Regions from separate parts of the Sus scrofa genome. Here region 2 is linked to region 1. A link is a contact called in public HiChIP or PLAC-seq data. All regions are on one chromosome and are shown on one strand. The core of a region is the stretch at or near the end of the contact, and the rest is flanking DNA. Distances in the headings are between cores, read along the strand shown.

Region 1 (3,435 bases), core at 450-2,949:
CGCTTGCTGGAGGTAGATTGTCCCTATTTTCTTTTCCCCTGATGAAGACAGTGAGACTGTTAGTGCACAGAGTTTTTCCCTTCTCTTAAATCATTTCCACAGGGTAATCACCCTAAAGTAGAATTAGAGCACTAGAGGAGGAGCATTTGAATGTATGTAATATGTCGGGTCAGCCTGAAGGATGGGCCAGTTACTGGACCATCACCCCAGATGCTTGTCCCTGAACCTCAGACTTGTCACTGCTGGGTTTGGCATTAAGACATCATTTTTTTTTCCTTTATTGGCCACCCCATGGCATGTAGAGTTCCTGGGTCAGGGATCATATCCGAGCCTCAGCTGCGATCTATACCACAGCTGTGGCAACACTGGCTCCTTAACCCAATGTGCTGGGCCAGGGATTGAACTTGTATTCTGGCACTGCAGAGACACCACTGATCCTGTTGCACCACAGTGGGAACTCCAAGACATTAACTTGGTATCGCTCTCGATCAGAATTTCTTTGCTCTGTGGTTGGACATCTGCTCTAGTTTCTGTTCTCATCTTTTCTTTTGCTATTTGTGTTTCATTCTTGTAAACTATCTGTTTCAGACCCATCGTGCCTTTATCCATCAAGGACTTGCTGAATTCATTAAAATTTGAGGGAATTTTTTATGTATTACAAAACTAGTTATATTTGATAGAAATATTTTCAGTTTGTTTTCCTTCTAATTGTACTTTTTTTCTTAGAGATTCAGATTGTTTGCTCCTTGAATCATGGCCCTGATTTTGCCTGTGAAAGGGGATTGTCCCTGTCCTATTTCAGTTTCCCACCCTGTGTTGGGAGGCCAGTTGAGCCTGTCTGGTCTCAGGGGCCAAGTCTTGTGGAATGGAGGCCTAGACACTGCATCATGCTTTATTCCCTCTCAGGCCCCAGAGGGCAAGTCAGCCCCTGGCCAAGGGTTGGGGACACAGAGAGTCATCCTAGGATCCGAAGGACCAGGTGGGTTAGCTCCTGACAGCTCTGGGAGGGCAGCTACAGTAGAACTCACCCACACCTGAGAAGGGAGGTCCCACTGCAGTCCGGCGTGGCCCTCTACCCTGATTTGCACTGGGTGAGCCCTGGAGGATTCCCTACAGATGGGGTGGGAGCACTTGAAGGGTTTTGTACAAAGACAGGGAGGGAGGGGCTGAGTCACAGGCTCTGAGCAAGACCCCTCCTAGCTCGTCCCTTCCCTAGACCCTGGCACCCACCATCTTAGCCTCCTGCCCATTGCACCCTCCCCTTGGGGTGCGTTGGCCAAGGTCAGTCTCACGGATCATGCCCTGTCCCCCTCCCCACAAGCCTTCCCTCATGGACTGCTGATCTCCAGGCCTTGGCACAGACTTCCTTGGCTTGCATCTTGGAGGACTTCCTGGTAGAGGTGTCCCTGGCACAGGCTGGCCCACATTGAGGCATGGTAGATGGTTGTCAGATTAATGTGATTGTTGGAATGACAGGCTCTGGCAGGAGAGTGAGGTTCCCTTCTGGTCCCCCTGGGACCTCCTCCACCCCTTCAGATGTGAATGTGGGGTTCAGGGTGCTCTGGGTGGATGAGAGGCTGGGAGGTGCTCCTTTCTGGCCTCACTGCCGAGCCTGGGTGCAGTTCCGGAAGGCAGCCAGCCGTCCCCTTGTCTCCTGCCTCCTTTGTGTGTGAGTCACCATCTGGAAGTCGCCTTCATTTGTTTCAATTTAACGGGACTTGGCTCATCCTGGGAGCACGGCCACCGGCTTGTCCTTCCTTCCACTGTAGCTTTATGCTCTGAGAAGAAAGGGGGCAGGGTGCAGAGTGCTTGGCAGTAAAGCACTTCCCCCTCATCATCTTTTAAAAAAATTTCCTTTACAGAAGCAATGGGGGAAATTTACTGGCCTGTCAGAAAAGCCATTGCTCATCAGACTGGAGAAAGGAAAAGCAGAGGTCATCAATTCATGGGCAGTGTCTCAGGAAGGGATTAAATCATTTAGCAACATGTCCTTAAGAAATCATTGAAGCCTCGTACTGCCATTTTCTTTTCCTGGACCTTCCCATCAAATACATTTTCCAAATGCAAGGCGAGTCAGAGGCTGATGGTCAGAAGGCTGTGCCTGCTCCATTTCTAGAAGACTAGGCAGACCTGTGTGGGTGTGTGGATGAAACACACACATGTGCCTACATGTGCGAACAAATCGGCGTTTGTGTGATATGGTTATATAAACACTCACACACACAAACACAGCCATTGTCTAGCTGTGATGTTCAGTTTTCCTATGTTTGTGTTATTTGTAAGTTGCCACAAATTCATTAATAAATAAAGGTGTGTGTGTGTGTGTGTGTATATATATGTGTGTGTGTATATATATACATATATATATAAATATTTATATGTATATAAAAGCCACTAGCTACTGGATTTCAAGAGGTGGGTTAGAGTCCCTTGGATGTATATCACTTCTGTCACATGCAGGGCTCTGAAGCACCTACCCTGGTGTCATCAGGTGACCAGGGAAGCCCCAGGCTGGCATGCCCCTTGAGAGTCAGTGGACCAGTGGTTGGGAGCTTTGGCCTTAAGCGGGCTGGACCAGGGTTCAAATTGCAGCTCTGTGCTAGTGAGTTGTGCAACCTACCCTCTCAGCACTGTCCTCCTAGGGCCACATGAGCCTGTATAATCTGTGACTGGCATTTAGTTGGTGGAGGGGGGTCCTTTTGGTTGACAATGTGCCTGAAGTTCTGACAGCCTCTCTCAACAGGACAGACAGTTCACTGGGACACTTGACCAGGCAGGAGTATGAGATATGGAGAAGTAAGATATTGTGGAGGCCTATTTTATGTGTCAACTTGACTGGGCCATGGGGCACTCAAATTAAACATCATTCCTGGGTAGGCCTATGAGTGTGTTTATGGAAGAGATTAAGATTTTAACTGGTAGACCGAGTAAAGCAGATTGCTCTTCCCACATGGGTGGGCCTTGTATAATCATTTGAAGCCTGCATAGAGCAAAAAGTGGAGGGAGGCTTTGTTCCTTTCCTGCCTGCAGATTGAGCTGGGACATTGGTTTTCTTCTGTCCTTGGACTAGGGCTTACACCATCAGCTCTCCGTGTCTTAGGCCTTGGATACAGACTGGAATCATACCACTGGCTTTCCTGCATCTCCAGCTTGCAGATCCCAGGGCTTCTTAGTCTTTGTAGTCATAGGAGCCAGCTCCTCATAATCAGGCTCCTATTATACATACCTCCCATTGGTTCTATTCCTCAGGAGAACCCTGAGTACTACAGATAGGAAGGTGATCAGAACCCCCCAGCCAGTTATGAAAAACAAACAAAACAGATGGGATAGCCCTATTGGAATTAAGTAGGAAAATATATTTGTTCATCCAACGAACACCTACTGAGCACCCCCGTGCTGGATCCTGGTCTAGGGATCCAGGTGTTGGTCAGCTAC
Region 2 (3,435 bases), core at 651-3,150, 160 kb after region 1:
ATGTACAGGGGTACACAAATGAGGCCCCCCAGGCCTTTTTCTGAGAAGAGGGCAATGTTCCCACCATAGTGTCAGATGTCTACTCAAGACCGGCAAGGGTGAAGGTGAAGAGAAGGTGGGAGGGCCTGAGGGGACCCAGGCAGGAGCACAGCCTCAAATGAGCCCCTGAGGTGGTCACACAGAGCACAATCGGACATCTAGCCTGATCAGTGTCAGCCAAGATCTGGCCAGGGTAGTGTCTGGGAGGCACAGGGGTGGAGCTGGTTGGAAGAAGGGACCACACTACCCCCTTCCTCCCGCTTTTTCCTGCCATGGGAGCCTGTTTGTAACAAAGAAGACATTTCCTTCAGGCCCTCCCTTCCTACTCAGGTCCCTTCCCTGTGTAGAGGCCTGAATGTGGAGCTTTAGCAGCTATTATTAGCACCAGAGGTAGGGCCTGTCTACACCCAAGGGAGTTCCCCATGGCTAATGCCAGCCCCATAAATCCAAGAGCTGGGGCCCTGGGAGTGTGAGGCAGGCAACACAAGGTCTGGTGGCCGCAGGGCGGCTCTCCTGAGCTGGCAGCCCTGAGCCCTGGCCTCCTGCCAACAGGCCAACTCTGGACATCTCAGCTGGCAGAGCCCCCAGCCAGTCTGTCTTGGCAGCTCCTCCTCCTTCCTGCAAGGGTGACTTCACTTTGACTTCATATCTGCAGAGTGATGTGCAGCCGCTCTTATTCAGCCCTGAGCTCAGCCAGGCAAGAGGGCGGGGCTCTGTGCACAGCACGAAGAAGAGACACTGAAATAGGGGCACCTCAGGCCTGGGTATCCTGGACCCTCCCACCCCAAGGCCCCATGGGCTTCCAATTCTCTGTGCCTAGGTGGAGGCCAGATCTCAAAAGGCAGCTAGGGGATGGGAGGAGAACAGTGAATTTTTCCCACGGAGGCCTTGAACTCACCTCTGACCTCGCCCAGGACCCCTCAGAATTAGGGGCCTAGAGCCTTCCCTTGCTTTTTTGGGTGTGTTTATGGGCATCATTTCTTGGGGGCAAAAATTAAATTCTTTTGGGCTCCAGTTCTTCCCTACCACTTGGTCTGCTACCCAGTCAGCCCCACATCCTAAGAGTTCTGTTTGGAGGGTGTAGGGGGCACCCACCCTCCAAGAATCTCATAAAGCCAGCTCCAGATCTCTCTGAAAGGAGTGCCCAGAGTTTCTTGCTCCCATTAGTTGAACCAGTCCTAAAGAGGGAGGCTCACAAACTACCCCTAGGAGACTCCTACCGTCTTCCCCATCGCAACCTCCTCGGACCTTGTAAGCCACGAGCCAGGTTCGCCCCAAGAGTGCGCCGCAAGCGCTCATGCTCCCCCTTCCCTAGCCTGGGCTCTTCCCCTCCTCCCGTCTCTCTGGCCCCAAGAGAGGCCGCGCTCCCACCGCGCCTCCCACCCCCCCTCCGAGAAATGGCGGAGGATGCGCGCCGCGCCGGGAGCCTGGAGGCGGGGCGCCTTCCTAGTCTCCATGTCCGCTCGGACGCACCCCCAGCCAGTCTGCCCAGACCGCGCATCCCAGCGTGGTTTCCCTGCCCTCTCTGGGCGGCGAGGAAGGTCGAAGCGCTGAGACTACGAGCGGGAGCATAGGCTGAGAAAGAGTGGCTGTGCGTGCGGAGGTGCGCGGATTGGGGCTGAGACTGGCAGGCCGGCACCCCGCGTTCCGCACCTCGCTCCTATTCGCGCCCGACTCCGCCCGAGCACTGCGTACAGCCGTGGTCCCCTCACCCGCGCCCAGTGAGCTGCACCAGGCGGAGCCCGGAGGGTACCCGGTGCCCCGCCCTTACTCCCGCACCCCGCCCGCACCCTGGCCCCGGCCGACCCGCCCCCAGCCCGCCCCCCTGCCGCCCCGCCCCGCCCCTGCCCGCTCCGCGGGCGCAGCCCGCGCCCGCCCCGCCTCAGTCCCGCGGCTAGAGAGCCCGGCGCGCAGCAGCGGAGAGTACCCCGGAGCCCGCGCCCCGACGCTCTGTGGCCGCAGTGTCCGTCGCGTCCAGGGCGGGCATGGGGCGGCCTGGTTGAGCGTCGTACCCCGCCGCGGAGACCCCCAGCCCAAGCCACCGTGCCTCTCGCCGCGGCCCCTGCGTGCACGGCGATGGCGAAGGCGACGGTCGGTGCCGTGGGGCTGCGGTTGTTGCTGCTGCTGCCGCTACTCGGCGAAGGTGAGTCCAGCCGGGGACCGGTGCCTGTAGCGGCCGGGGAGAAGTTGGCGCCGCGCGGCGAGCGGCAAGCGGCGGAGTGGACGCGTTAGGAAACGCCTTTCTGTTTGCGGCGGGCAGCGGGCTGCGCAGTTGCCGGCCGCCTGGGCTCGGCTGGGAGAGAGGTGGTGTGGCGGACAGGGCGCCTCCGGCCCCGGGTTGGGCGGGTCTCGGGTCGGAGCAGGACGCGGGCCGGGCGGCCGGGGTCGCTGCCCAGAGCCCGAGTCGCAGCCGCGCGCCCTAGCCTGGTCGCGCCTCGTGCCGCAGTCGCGTCTTGGAGCGAACTGAACGGACCTTGTCGCCGTTTCGGTGCAGGTGGGGGAGGACCGGTGAGGTGGCCCTAGAAAGCCAGAGACTTGGGCGGGGAGTTCTGTTTCTGTAAAAGATTACTCTGTCGTGATTTCCTTTTTGCTCTACCCGTCGGCGCATTCCTCCTCCAGCTCCCATACCTTGCTTGGTTCGCCGCGGGATACGGAGGGGATCCGTTCTTTTTTAAAAGGTCACTTGTCTCTTGTGTTTTTTGGCCCAATTTTGTACTTAAAAAAAAAAAATCAAAAAGCCAATGGTTTCTAGGGAAGCTGCCCTCGAGATCCCGCTCATACTGGCCCAGCGCAGCCTGCTGAGGGCTAGCAGTGGCTCTGCCCCACCCGCAGCTTTAGAGTCCCGCGCTGCTGCCAGGCTGGAGTTCCCAAAGGTGCGGCCTTTTGGACCATTTGACGGCTCTAGGCCAACCTGTACCAGGCGCTTTTGACCATCTTGGAGTGGAGTAGAGCTGTGTGCCACCAACATTGGTGCTGGGAGAATTAGATGTAGCCTTGCAAAGGCTGGTCATTGCCCCTTCCTTCAAACCCTGACAGGGTGAGTGAACCCGCAGAGTCTTTGACCCATCTTGGCCACGAATCTTAGTTTCCTTTAAACTGTCCCTGACTTCCCTTCTGCAGTTATGCACCAAGTTTCCCTCTGAGAGAAGAGCCTCAGCCACCCTCCCCCACCGCTTACAAAGGGCTTTCTCTCCCTGTGGCCTTTGGGAACAGAAGAGGCGGTGGCCCCCTGCTTCCAGCCTCAGGTCCTGCACAGACTCTGGGACCACTGGGTTCACAGTTCCGCTCAAGACTTCGTTTTCGTGATTGGATCCTGAGCTCCAGAGGCAGATGCTGAAGCCAGAATGTGCCCCAAGTCCATCATAGGGAAGGCAGGGAAGAAAACCTTTCCTTGTC

What was found. HiChIP or PLAC-seq counts read pairs in DNA pulled down with a chosen protein or histone mark.
Region 2: an H3K27ac HiChIP or PLAC-seq map of skeletal muscle shows a contact between it and region 1, with 4 times the contacts expected there. The contact joins the promoter of RET here to the enhancer-like site in region 1. A contact is called at or near these places in 1 of 5 promoter capture datasets (fetal liver), 7 of 47 Hi-C or Micro-C datasets (embryonic fibroblasts, epiblast stem cells, liver and 3 more) and 1 of 2 datasets of contacts at active chromatin or transcription factors (skeletal muscle).

Annotation. Positions count from the first base shown.
Region 1 is chr14:61,143,047-61,146,481 of Sscrofa11.1, forward strand. No RefSeq gene overlaps it. Among named protein-coding and RNA genes, the nearest start is that of BMS1, 89 kb to the left of the region's middle. Within about 2 kb of position 1,700, at least 4 of the 83 cell types and tissues checked have an H3K27ac peak or open chromatin away from gene starts, as enhancers often do. A contact at or near this core is called in skeletal muscle, where this site is marked.
Region 2 is chr14:61,303,918-61,307,352 of Sscrofa11.1, forward strand. It overlaps RET (proto-oncogene tyrosine-protein kinase receptor Ret), which reads left to right and starts at 1,901. Exons shown (of 22, transcript XM_021072832.1): 1 at 1,901-2,182. The coding sequence starts at 2,116.